2 separate regions of the Cricetulus griseus genome follow, and region 2 is linked to region 1. The links are chromatin contacts, called in public Hi-C maps. All regions are on one chromosome and are shown on one strand. Each heading gives the region's core, a stretch centred on a gene start, on an enhancer-like site or on the middle of the called end of the contact. The rest is flanking DNA. Distances are from core to core; before and after follow the strand shown. Region 1 holds the start of Cthrc1 (collagen triple helix repeat-containing protein 1). Region 2 overlaps LOC113837393 (a long non-coding RNA gene).

Region 1 (4,923 bases), core at 1,169-3,668:
TCTGTTAGTCTGTGTATTTTATTGGGGAATTCAGATGATGTCAAAAGATTTCAATGACCGATGATTGTTGATTCATGTAATTTTGTTGTTGGTGGTGGTGTGTGCATGCTTCCCCCCCTTTTTTTTTTTTGACTTTGCTGGTCTGGGATTGTTGTTGTTTCCCTGTGTTTTCTTGGATGTAGCTAACCTCTTTAGGTTGGAGTTTACCTTCTAGCACTTTGTAGAGGGATGGATTTGTAAATATATATTGCTCAAAATTTGGTTTTATCATGGAATGTCTTACTGTGTCCATTTATGGTGAGTGAAAGTTTTGCTGGGTATAGTAGTCGGGACTGGCACTTGTGGTCTCTTAGAGCATATCTGTCCAAGCCCTTCTGGGTTTTAGGGTGTCCACTGAGAGGTCAGGCGTACTTCTAATAGGTTTGCCTTTATATGCTACTTACTGTTTTTCCCTTGCAGTCTCCAATATTCTCTCTCTGTTCTGTACATTTAATGTTTTGATTATTATGTGTCAAGGGGACTTTCTCCAGATTTCCTAGATGTTTGCCAGGGCTTTTAGAGTTAACATCGTCTTTGATCTGTGTACCATTTCTTCTATCATGTCTTCAATGTCTGAGACTCTCTTTCCCATCTCTTGTAATCTGTTGGTGAAGCTTGCTTCTGTGGTAGCTGTTCCAGTTCCTGTAGTTTTCATTTCCAGATTTTCCTCAGTTTTGGTTTTCTTTATTGATCCTATTTCCATTTTTCAGGTCTTGGATGGTTTTATTCATTTCCTTCAACTGTTTCTTTGTGTTTTCGCAGATTTCTTTAAGGGATTTGTTCCGTTCCTCTTTAAGGGCCTCTATCATATTCTTAAAGGCTGTTTTTAAAGTCTTTTTCTTGTGCTTCAGCTGTGTTGGCATATTCAAGGCCTGCTGTGGTAGGATCGATGGGTTCTAGTGGAGACACAATTGCCCTGGCTGTTACTGATTGTGTTTTTACAATGACATCTAGACATCTGGGTTTAGGAAGATTGTAATTCTAGGAGCTGGTATCTGGTCTTGCCTTTGTTGGGTGGGTGTTTTGTTCCTTGTTTTTTTTTTTTTTTGTTTTGGTTGTCGTTGTTTGTTGTCTCTCTCTCTCTCTCTCTCTCTCTCTCTCTCTCTCTCTCTCTTTCTCTCTCTCTCCCCACACTTTTGAGGAGAATGTGGCAGCTGTGTGCTGCCTGTAGGAAAATCTTCAGGGGTCCTGATAGATGTGGGCACTGGGGGTCCAGGTAAAATGTGTTTCTGGGTCTTGGCAGCTGACACTTAGGATTGGGGATGAGCTGTCGGCACAGGAGGGCATTAACAAGAGGGAGGAAAGCAAGGTGTTCCATTGCGGTCTGCATAGTTAGTCTCTTGGCAATGGAAGCAGAGAGTGAGGAGTGGCCATAGCAAAAGGTCCACTGCAGAGCTGGGGATGAGCCTGGGGGTTTGGACTTTGAGGATCAGAGAGAGAAGTCAAGAACTGCTATTAGTCTACCTGTTTCACTGCCCATTGCGGCCTGTGGGTTCCCAGGGGCGTCTGCTGGAGTGTGGAGGGGGGCAGGAGAGCAATGAGTTGGGGGAGGGAGTTCAGGAGGGGAAATCTGTGGGACCCGCCAGAGATGAGGCTGCTGCAGGTGTTCTGTTCCAGAACTGGGGGTGAAACTAGGGGCTGGATCCAGAGGACTGGAGGGAGAGGTTGCCTACCTTCTTTCCTGACAGGCAGTGACGATGCGGGTGAGGGCTGCTCCCCTGGCTGGAGTTTTGAACACATGTTAATGTGATGTGGAATGGGTACTCGAATGAACGTGAACTCTCACCGCTGAGAGGTGGTCATTGTCCTTAGGTCTTAGGAGAGCCTTAGGTCTTCCTCTATAAACGGAGAAGCAGCCACACAGCATCGTTCCGCACAGGACTGCCAAGCCTTGTGCCTTGGCTCTTACAAGGGAATAGCATTTATTCAAACATCAGGATCAGAGAACTTTTAAAGGCTGTTACTATAAGGCTCTCCTGGCTCATGCCCCTCAAATGTACCCTCCCTCTCCCCTCCCCTCCCTCCCTCCCCGTCTGCCAAAGCTTTGCTAGGAATGAAGGAACCCGAAGGTGATTCCTGGACCAGATTTAAGACACGTGCTGTCTCGATTCCCTTCATCTGTGGTTCCCGACCACAGTCACCGGGCGGGGGTCCGGGCGGGCGGAGCTGCGGAGGAGGGGCGGCTCCAACCCGGGACCCTGACCTATTGCAGTCTGCAAGCTCCGGGTGTCCAGGGGGCGGGAGGGAAGAAGGGAGGGCGGCGCTCAGTCAAAGGCGCATTGATGCTGCGGTCTGCAGAGCTGGGCCAGACGCCGAGCAGCGCCGGGCTCCGGCGACCCCTCTACCTCCTGCTCCGCGCTTTGCAGCCACACCACGCCATGCGCCCCCGGGGTCGCGCCGCCTCCGCGCAGCTGCTGCTCGGCCTCTTCCTTGTGCTGCTGCTGCAAGGGCCCGCCAAGTCCAACGCCTCCGAGAACCCCAAGGTGAAGCAAAAAGCGCTCATCCGGCAGAGGGAGGTGGTGGACCTGGTGAGTCTTGGAAAGTCGGTTGGTCCTGACCTCAGCGCTGGAGAGGACCCAGCCACGCGCGCGCACAGCATCACAACAGCGGTTGGTGATGCTGACCCAACTAGGGGTGCGCGTGGGACAGCGCGTTTTGTGTCTTAACCTGAGCGCCCTGCCTTGTCTCAAGGTGTGGGGGGGAAGGATCTGGGGGCATGCTTGAGGTGGAGTCTTGGAACTCCGCGGGAGACCGTAGTGAGAGGTCATCGCAGAGATGCGACTTGGTTCAAGTGAGACGTCCCAAGTCGGTGTAGTCGCTCTCACCCAGGAATTTCTGGCTCCAGGGGAGGCCACCCTTGAGAGAGGTGGGGAACGTTGGTTGTGTCTGCAACTGGAGTAGACTGAGCTGCTGGGCTGATTTCAAAAGCAGGCCTGAGGAAGCCCCTAGGCCAGCTGATCGCCTGGGCCTGCGCCAAGGCTGTGCAACGTGTCCCTTGTTGCACTGGTGGCCACGTCTGCCAGGAGGAGAGACTAACAACCCCCACAAAGCATGTGTCCAGCTTTTTTGTAACTTGAAGATTATGAGTCAGTTTGGGTCATCTTCCTGGGGAGTATGAACTGCAATTTACTCCTCGGAGCACCACAGCTCGGCCCAGGAATGGTTCGGGGGGGAGGGGGGTTGGAGCTGGAAGGGACCCGTTTCGCCTGTTCGATTTAAAGCCGATGCGCATTGGGGTCTTCAGCCTGTGGCTACCAGTCAGGAGCAATGCAATCGAGCTAAGGGGAAAGAAACCACTCCCGGGAAGGCAAATATCCCCAGCTCTCTCCGAGGGGCTGATTTGTGGCAAAGCCTGTTTGCACAAAGCCTTTCCCTCTAAACTCTCAAAGTCAACAAACCCAGCAGAGGGCAGAAAGAGGTTTTCTGTCCCGTGCAAGAGCCAACCAATGGCAGATCTGTAGTCCTTGGCACATATGAACTCCAGTCCTTAAACCAATCTATATGGTTGTCAGGCATTGCAATACGTAAGAAGACAGGAGGCATTTGGTGATTTTTTTTTTAAGATTTGAATTTCTTAAGCTGACATTCTAGGCTAAGGTGATAAAGCAAGCTCCCTGACAGCTAATTCTAAGCTGACTTCAAAAGCCCTGGAGGACCCTAAGAGAGATACACATGGACCCGCCTAGGAAGGGAAAAAAGATAAGATCTCTTGAGTAAACTGGGAGTGTGGGGGGCCAGGAGGGAGGTGGAAGAGGAGAGGGGAGGAGGGAAAGGGAAATGGGGGGGGGGAAATGTATGCCTCAAATAAAAGAAAAAAACCACTAGGGAGAAAAAAATCCGTGCTGCTTCACACAGCCATAGTCGTTTTTGGTTTGTTTGTTTTTGTCGTTGTTGTTTTCTATGCTATATAGTTTTGCTCCACAGAAGCACACTGTGTTGGGAGTTACAGTTCTATTTTAAGTAACTAAATTGTTTTTAAATTGTGCCACGTGAGTGTGGCTCATGTGCAGTTTGCATTTTATGAACGTGTAGTTAAGATACAGAAAATATCCCCTTTCCCCACAAAGCTAACATTTTCCCCTCGAAGGATTTTACAGGACCTGTGAGTTCTCACAGCTCTAACCCGACTTGGAAAAGTATACCGTGCAGCCGGGCTCGGGTGCATCCTGTAGACTGGATTTGGTCTTGGTGACAGAAAAAGTGACACAGTCTTTAGGAAGGTTTCAACAGATTGCATAAAGTAACGTCTTTGTATTGGGCTTTCAAAGCCTTCCTTTCAGCTCCCACCGAGTTCTGCCCCCTGGTGGCCAATAAAAAAATACGGGGAGCTGGGAGAGGTAATTAGAGCATCCATTCATGTTGCGGACTGACAATTCCAAACGTCTATTGGGACTAGGAGTTTAAGTTGGGAAAAAGCAAACTTTATGTAACATCTTGCCCGGGAGGAATTTTAAAATGTCAAATGTACTAGAGAAACTTACACCAATAAGGAAAGTGTTAAAAATCTTAGTCGGAATGCATTGCATTTTGGAAAGTCTAATTAATGGCCCCCTTGTTTCCAGGTGAACCCATTCAAGGGGAGGCACAGGAATTGGAAAAAGGAACTTCAATGTATCACTGTCTTAGGCCAGTGGTAGAGCGCTTGCCTAACGTGCACGAGGCTCTGAGTTCAATACCCATGACTGTAACATGAACTCTCTCTGTCTCTCTCTGTCTCTCTCTGTGTCTCTGTCAATGTCTCTCTCTCTCTCTCTCTCTCTCTCTCTCTCTCTCTCTCTGTGTGTGTGTGTGTGTGTGTGTGTGTGTGTGTGTGTGTGTGTGTGTGTGCGCGTGTGTGTTGAGGAACGGTCTCATGTATCCCAGGCTGGCCTGCTCGGTTGGGAG
Region 2 (4,923 bases), core at 848-3,347, 150 kb before region 1:
AGGGGAGAAAGTGCACCAATCTACCATTGCCAGTCCAGAAATCCTGCCTGCCAGATGGCTTAGGATGTCTGTCAGTCACTCCTGGAGTGAGGGAGGAGAGAAGCTAGGGTAGAAGAAGTGTGGTGTGTGTTTGTGTGTCTGTGTGTGTGTGTGTGTGATGGGGGAGTGGGGTGTGTGTCTGTGTGTGTCTGTGTGTGTGTCTGTGTGTGTGTGTGTCTGTGTGTGTGCCTGTGTGTGTGTGTGTGTGCGCCTGTGTGTGTGTGTGTGTCTGTGTGTGTGTGTGTGTGTGTGTGTGTGTCTGTGTGTGTGTGTGTGTGTGTCTGTGTGTGTGTGTGTGTGTGTCTGTGTGTGTGTGTGTGTGTGTCTGTGTGTGTGTGTGTGTGTGTGTGTGTGTGTGTGTGTGTGTGTGTGTGTGTGTGTGTGTGTGTGTGTGTGTGTGTGTGTGTGTGTCTGTGTGTGTGTGTGTCTGTGTGTGTGTGTGTCTGTGTGTGTGTGTGTCTGTGTCTGTGTGTGTGTGTGTGTGTGTGTCTGTGTGTGTGTGTCTGTGTGTGTGCCTGTGTGTGTGTGTGTGTCTGTGTGTGTGTGCCTGTGTGTGTGTCTGTGTGTGTGTGTCTGTGTGTGTGCCTGTGTGTGAGTGTGTGTGTGTGTGTGTGTGCCTGTGTGTGTGCCTGTGTGTGTCTGTGTGTGTGCCTGTGTGTGTGTGTCTGTGTGATGGGGGAGTGGAGTGTGTGTTTGTGTGTCTGTGTGTGTGCCTGTGTGTGTGTCTGTGTGTGTGTGTCTGTGTGTGTGTGTGTGTGTGATGGGGGAGTGGGGTGTATGTGTGTGTCTGTGTGTGTGATGGGGGAGTGGGGTGTGTGTGTGTCTGTGTGTGTGTGTGTGTGTGTGTGTGAGGGGGGGTGGTGTGTGTGTGTGTGTGTGTGTGTGTGTGTGTGTGTGTGTGTGTGAGAGAGAGCGTGTACTTTTGGCCAGCATCAGTCTGGGTAGTGAAGCTACTTCTGGCCCAGCTCAGAGCCCACCAAGTTCACCCTCCCATGTTCATCCTGAGGTCTCTTTGGATTCTGGAAACAGAGAGTCAGTGAAGCCAGTGACACCCTCAAACCATTCAAAGGAGTTGCGTTTACACCAACAGGCCTGCATCATTCTTAGAGCCAGGGGAGCAGGAGGAGGAAAAGGAGGAGACACGATAAAAACCAGCTCTGAGGACTCCCTCTTCTGGGCTTACTGGCAGCTCCAAATTCTCATTTGCGTCAATTAAGCAATGAAAAGGAAAGGGAAGAGGGAAATGAATTTGTTACTTTCTTTAGTTGGGGTTCCTGTCGCTGTGATGAAACACCATGACCAAAGCAAGTAGGGGAGGAAAGGGTTTATTTCGCTTATACTTCCACATCACAGTTCACAACGGAAGGAAGGAAGGAAGGGAGGGAGGGAGGGAGGGAGGAGGGAGGGAGGGAGGGGGGAGGGAGGGAGGGAGGGAGGAGGAGGGAAAGGAACTCAGACAGGGCAGGACCCAGAGGCAGGAGCTGATGTGGAGGCCATGGAGGGTGCTGCTTACTGGCTTGCTCTCCATAGCTTGCTCAGCCTGCTTTCTTGTAGAATCCAGGACCAGCGTTCCAGGACAGCCAGGACTGTTACACAGAGGAGCTTTGTCTAGAAAAACTGGCAGAGAGAGACAGGGAGAGGGGGAGAGAGACAGGGAGAGAGAGGGGGGGGGAGGAGGGAGGGAAGGAAGGAGGGAGGGAGGGAGGGAGGGAGGGAGGGAAGGAAGGAGAGGGGGGTAACTCCCCCAAGGTCACTCACGTAGCTAGAACCTGAGGTTTCAATTCAGACAAGCCAACACCCAAAGGCTCCACCACCGAGCCCAGCTCCTGCAGGGTCCCTGTCTTCTGCTGAGTCACCTGTGTTCTGAGTGATGAGAAGCACAGAGGGTGAACAGAGGAGGATCCAGCAAGCCCTTATGCCTCTAACCGACGCCGGAACCCCAACATTACAGCCTTATTCCTTCAGTTTGAAGAGCTCGAGTCGCTCATAAAAGTTCCCACTGGTGGTGGCATGTGGGCGGAAGCATGTCATCTGGCATTAGTCATGTGTGGTCAATGAGCATGAGTGTATAGGAAGCTTTCCTCCTGGAAGGCCTTCTTCCCCCTTTGGTTAGCAAACAGAGGTCTGGGTTTCACTGTGGGGTTTTCATGTGTATGTATCTTTAGACTTTGTTCTTTTTCATCCCCGAGGCTGCCTTCTGTCTGCCTCTCCCCTTTGCTGGGAGGTAAAGGCACGCTGACTGCCAGGCCTGAAGCCTGGGTTTTACTCCCCAGGGCTTACATGATAGAAGGAGAAAACCAACACCCACAGAATGTGGCTCACGCTCCCCAGCCTGCCACACCCCAACAGTTGCATTGGCAAGCTACCAGAAGGTAGGTCCTTCAGTGAATGCTGGGAGGGCACTCCCCTCAGGTCAAGTACAGGACAGGTCAGGTACTCCTCCACAGGCTGGGATATCGGATTACACTTCCCAGAGAAAGTGACAACCGAGTTTTGGCTTAAAGGACAATGGTGAACCAGCCCCAATTGGATGTGGGAGACCTCTAAGAGCAACAGTGTGAAGAGACCAGCTCCTCTTTCGGCAGCCATAACAGCCGAACACATGCTTTTCTGACCTTGTCCTAGACACTAGAAAGTTAGATGCCTGCCTCGTGACAAGGAACCAATCAGAGGTTAGCTGGTGGCGCTATGCTTTACGGCTCTGGGTGTGCTTTATGGACAAGTGCACAGCAATGACGCACAGAGCATAGCAACCACCCCAGGAGGGCCTATGGGCCATAACAACCAGTTGGCCAATCAACACAGGGCAACCCTCCAAGCCTGGAGACACACCAATCCTGAGCCTGTGCGTACCCCTAGACACTCCCCTTATGCTGCCCTACAAGATCTCTTGGGAGCCCCTAGGAGCTGTCTTTTGCAAGCCATCCGCCATGGTGGGTGGGTGAAAGACCCGAGCTAACATGGGGTTAGCTCGTTAAATTACAATAAAGCCTCGTGCAGTTTGCAGCAAGCTCTCAAATCCGCCTGGTGATTGGGGTGACCGTGGTCATGGCCTGGGATCCCGGATACCTGAGTTTTCCGGGGGTCTAACAAGTGTCAGCATGTGGCACGGTATTCACAAAGGCCTGGAGCATTTAGCGCTGGAGGGCCGAGGGCTGGTGGAAGAGTATTGCTGGCCAGCCAGGCCTGAAGGTGGCAGAGGACTCTGGGAGCTGATACAGTTAAGATGTTTTCTCCTGGGTGACGGGGAGCCATGAGGAGCCCTCGGCTCATTTATCTCACATATTACCTGGTATGGATAATTGGTTTTTGTTGTCGGCACCAATCCTGAAACTAGGCCATAGATTTCTTCAGAGTAGGAATCTTTTTTATCTTTCTTTTTTCCCTTCCTTTTTCTCTTTCTTTCCTTTTTTTCTTGTTTTCCTGTTTAGTTTTCTTTTTCTTTTCTTTCTTTTGTTGTTTTGTTTTGTTTTTTTGAGTCAGAGTTTTTCTGTGTAGTCTTGGCTGTCCTGCAATTCATTCTGTAGACCAGGGTGGCCTTGAACTCAGGGATCTGCCTGCCTCTGCCTCCAGAGTGCTGGTATCAAAGTCATGGACCACCACTACCCGTCAAAGTAGGAACCTTTTTTTGTTTTGTTTTGTTTTTTCTTTTTCTTTTTCTTTTTCGAAACAGGGTTTCTCTGTATAGCTTTGGAGCCTATCCTGGCACTTGTTCTGTAGACCAGGCTGGCCTCAAACTCACAGAGATCTGCCTGCCTCTGCCTCCCGAGTGCTGGGATTGAAGAAAGGCGTGCGCCACCAACGCTTGGCTGTTTTCATCTCCTTTTATCACTTGTTCTAAATAAGGTCTGCTGGGTAAGGTGCCAGGGACCAAGTATGGAGATAAGACAAGCTGGCCCACCCTCAGTGTGCCCACCGCCCGCAGAGCAGTGGGGAGGTGCGGACACACAACACACAGTGAAGAAATAACAGAGCACACACACTACAGACTACAATGAAGCTGAAAAAGCCCCCTCTGTCCTAATGAGGTCCTCCTAGCCATCACAGTGTCCCGGTATGACACATTGCTCTCCCGTGTGTGGCGATGCCAGAATAGAGAAGCCTAGTGGGAGGGCGGTTATAATAAAAGTGTATCAGATACAATTAATTAGTGCATGATATACAATGCTTGAGAATAAATGACAGCATTACGACTATATTAATGGTGTATGTGTTTGCTCTACAATACTAGTGGTTAAACTTGTTCTTTGATTTCTCTCTCTCTCTCTCTCTCTCTCTCTCACACACACACACACACACACACACATGCACACGCACACGCGCACACACACACACACATGCACACGCACACGCGCGCACACACACACACACAGAGGCACAAACGCACGCACGAACGCATGCTGCATTCTGATTCACGTTCCTAACCTCTGCTCCCTCTGCCTTCCCACGAGTCCCTTTCCCTAAATCTGCACTATTTTATTTTGTTTTGTTGCTCACTGATTTCCATTGGGGCTGTTTGCTTGGCCATAAGCTTAGAACTACTCACTGGAGCCAGGTGGGCTCACTGTTGGGCAGACAACTCAAGACAATGACTGCCTGGTCCCTGTCATGTCCGCAGTCAATTGTTCAGTGCGGAAGGGTGGAGCCTTATGAGCCCCGCCCAGGTTCATGGCTGGCAGTTGACTGACCCAATCTTGTGCAGCCCCAGTGCAGGCCATCTTTGCTTCCCTGGGATCATGTTTGCCACAGCTGTGTCAGAAAGGTTTTCAGCTTTTAGGAAAAGGATATTCAAGTTCCACTCAGAGGTAGCGTTCACGGTCTTTTGCTACTTTGATTATTTCTATTATTTATTCATGCATATGTATAGTGTCTACGTGTGTATGC

Evidence for each region. Hi-C and Micro-C count contacts between places; a contact is called where the count stands out from the background.
Region 2: a Hi-C map of fibroblasts shows a contact between it and region 1, with 4 times the contacts expected there. The contact joins the enhancer-like site here to the promoter of Cthrc1 in region 1. A contact is called at or near these places in 3 of 8 Hi-C or Micro-C datasets (the CHL-YN cell line, the CHO-K1 cell line and fibroblasts).

What each region holds. Positions count from the first base shown.
Region 1 is chr10:12,909,075-12,913,997 of CriGri-PICRH-1.0, reverse strand. Cthrc1 (collagen triple helix repeat-containing protein 1) reads left to right here and starts at 2,418. Exons shown (of 3, transcript XM_035449694.1): 1 at 2,418-2,567. The coding sequence starts at 2,418.
Region 2 is chr10:13,058,540-13,063,462 of CriGri-PICRH-1.0, reverse strand. LOC113837393 (a long non-coding RNA gene) reads left to right here. Exons shown (of 4, transcript XR_004771297.1): 3 at 2,229-2,411; 4 at 2,544-2,718. Among named protein-coding and RNA genes, the nearest start is that of Atp6v1c1, 55 kb to the left of the region's middle. Within about 2 kb of position 2,097, at least 2 of the 6 cell types and tissues checked have open chromatin away from gene starts, as enhancers often do. A contact at or near this core is called in fibroblasts, where this site is marked.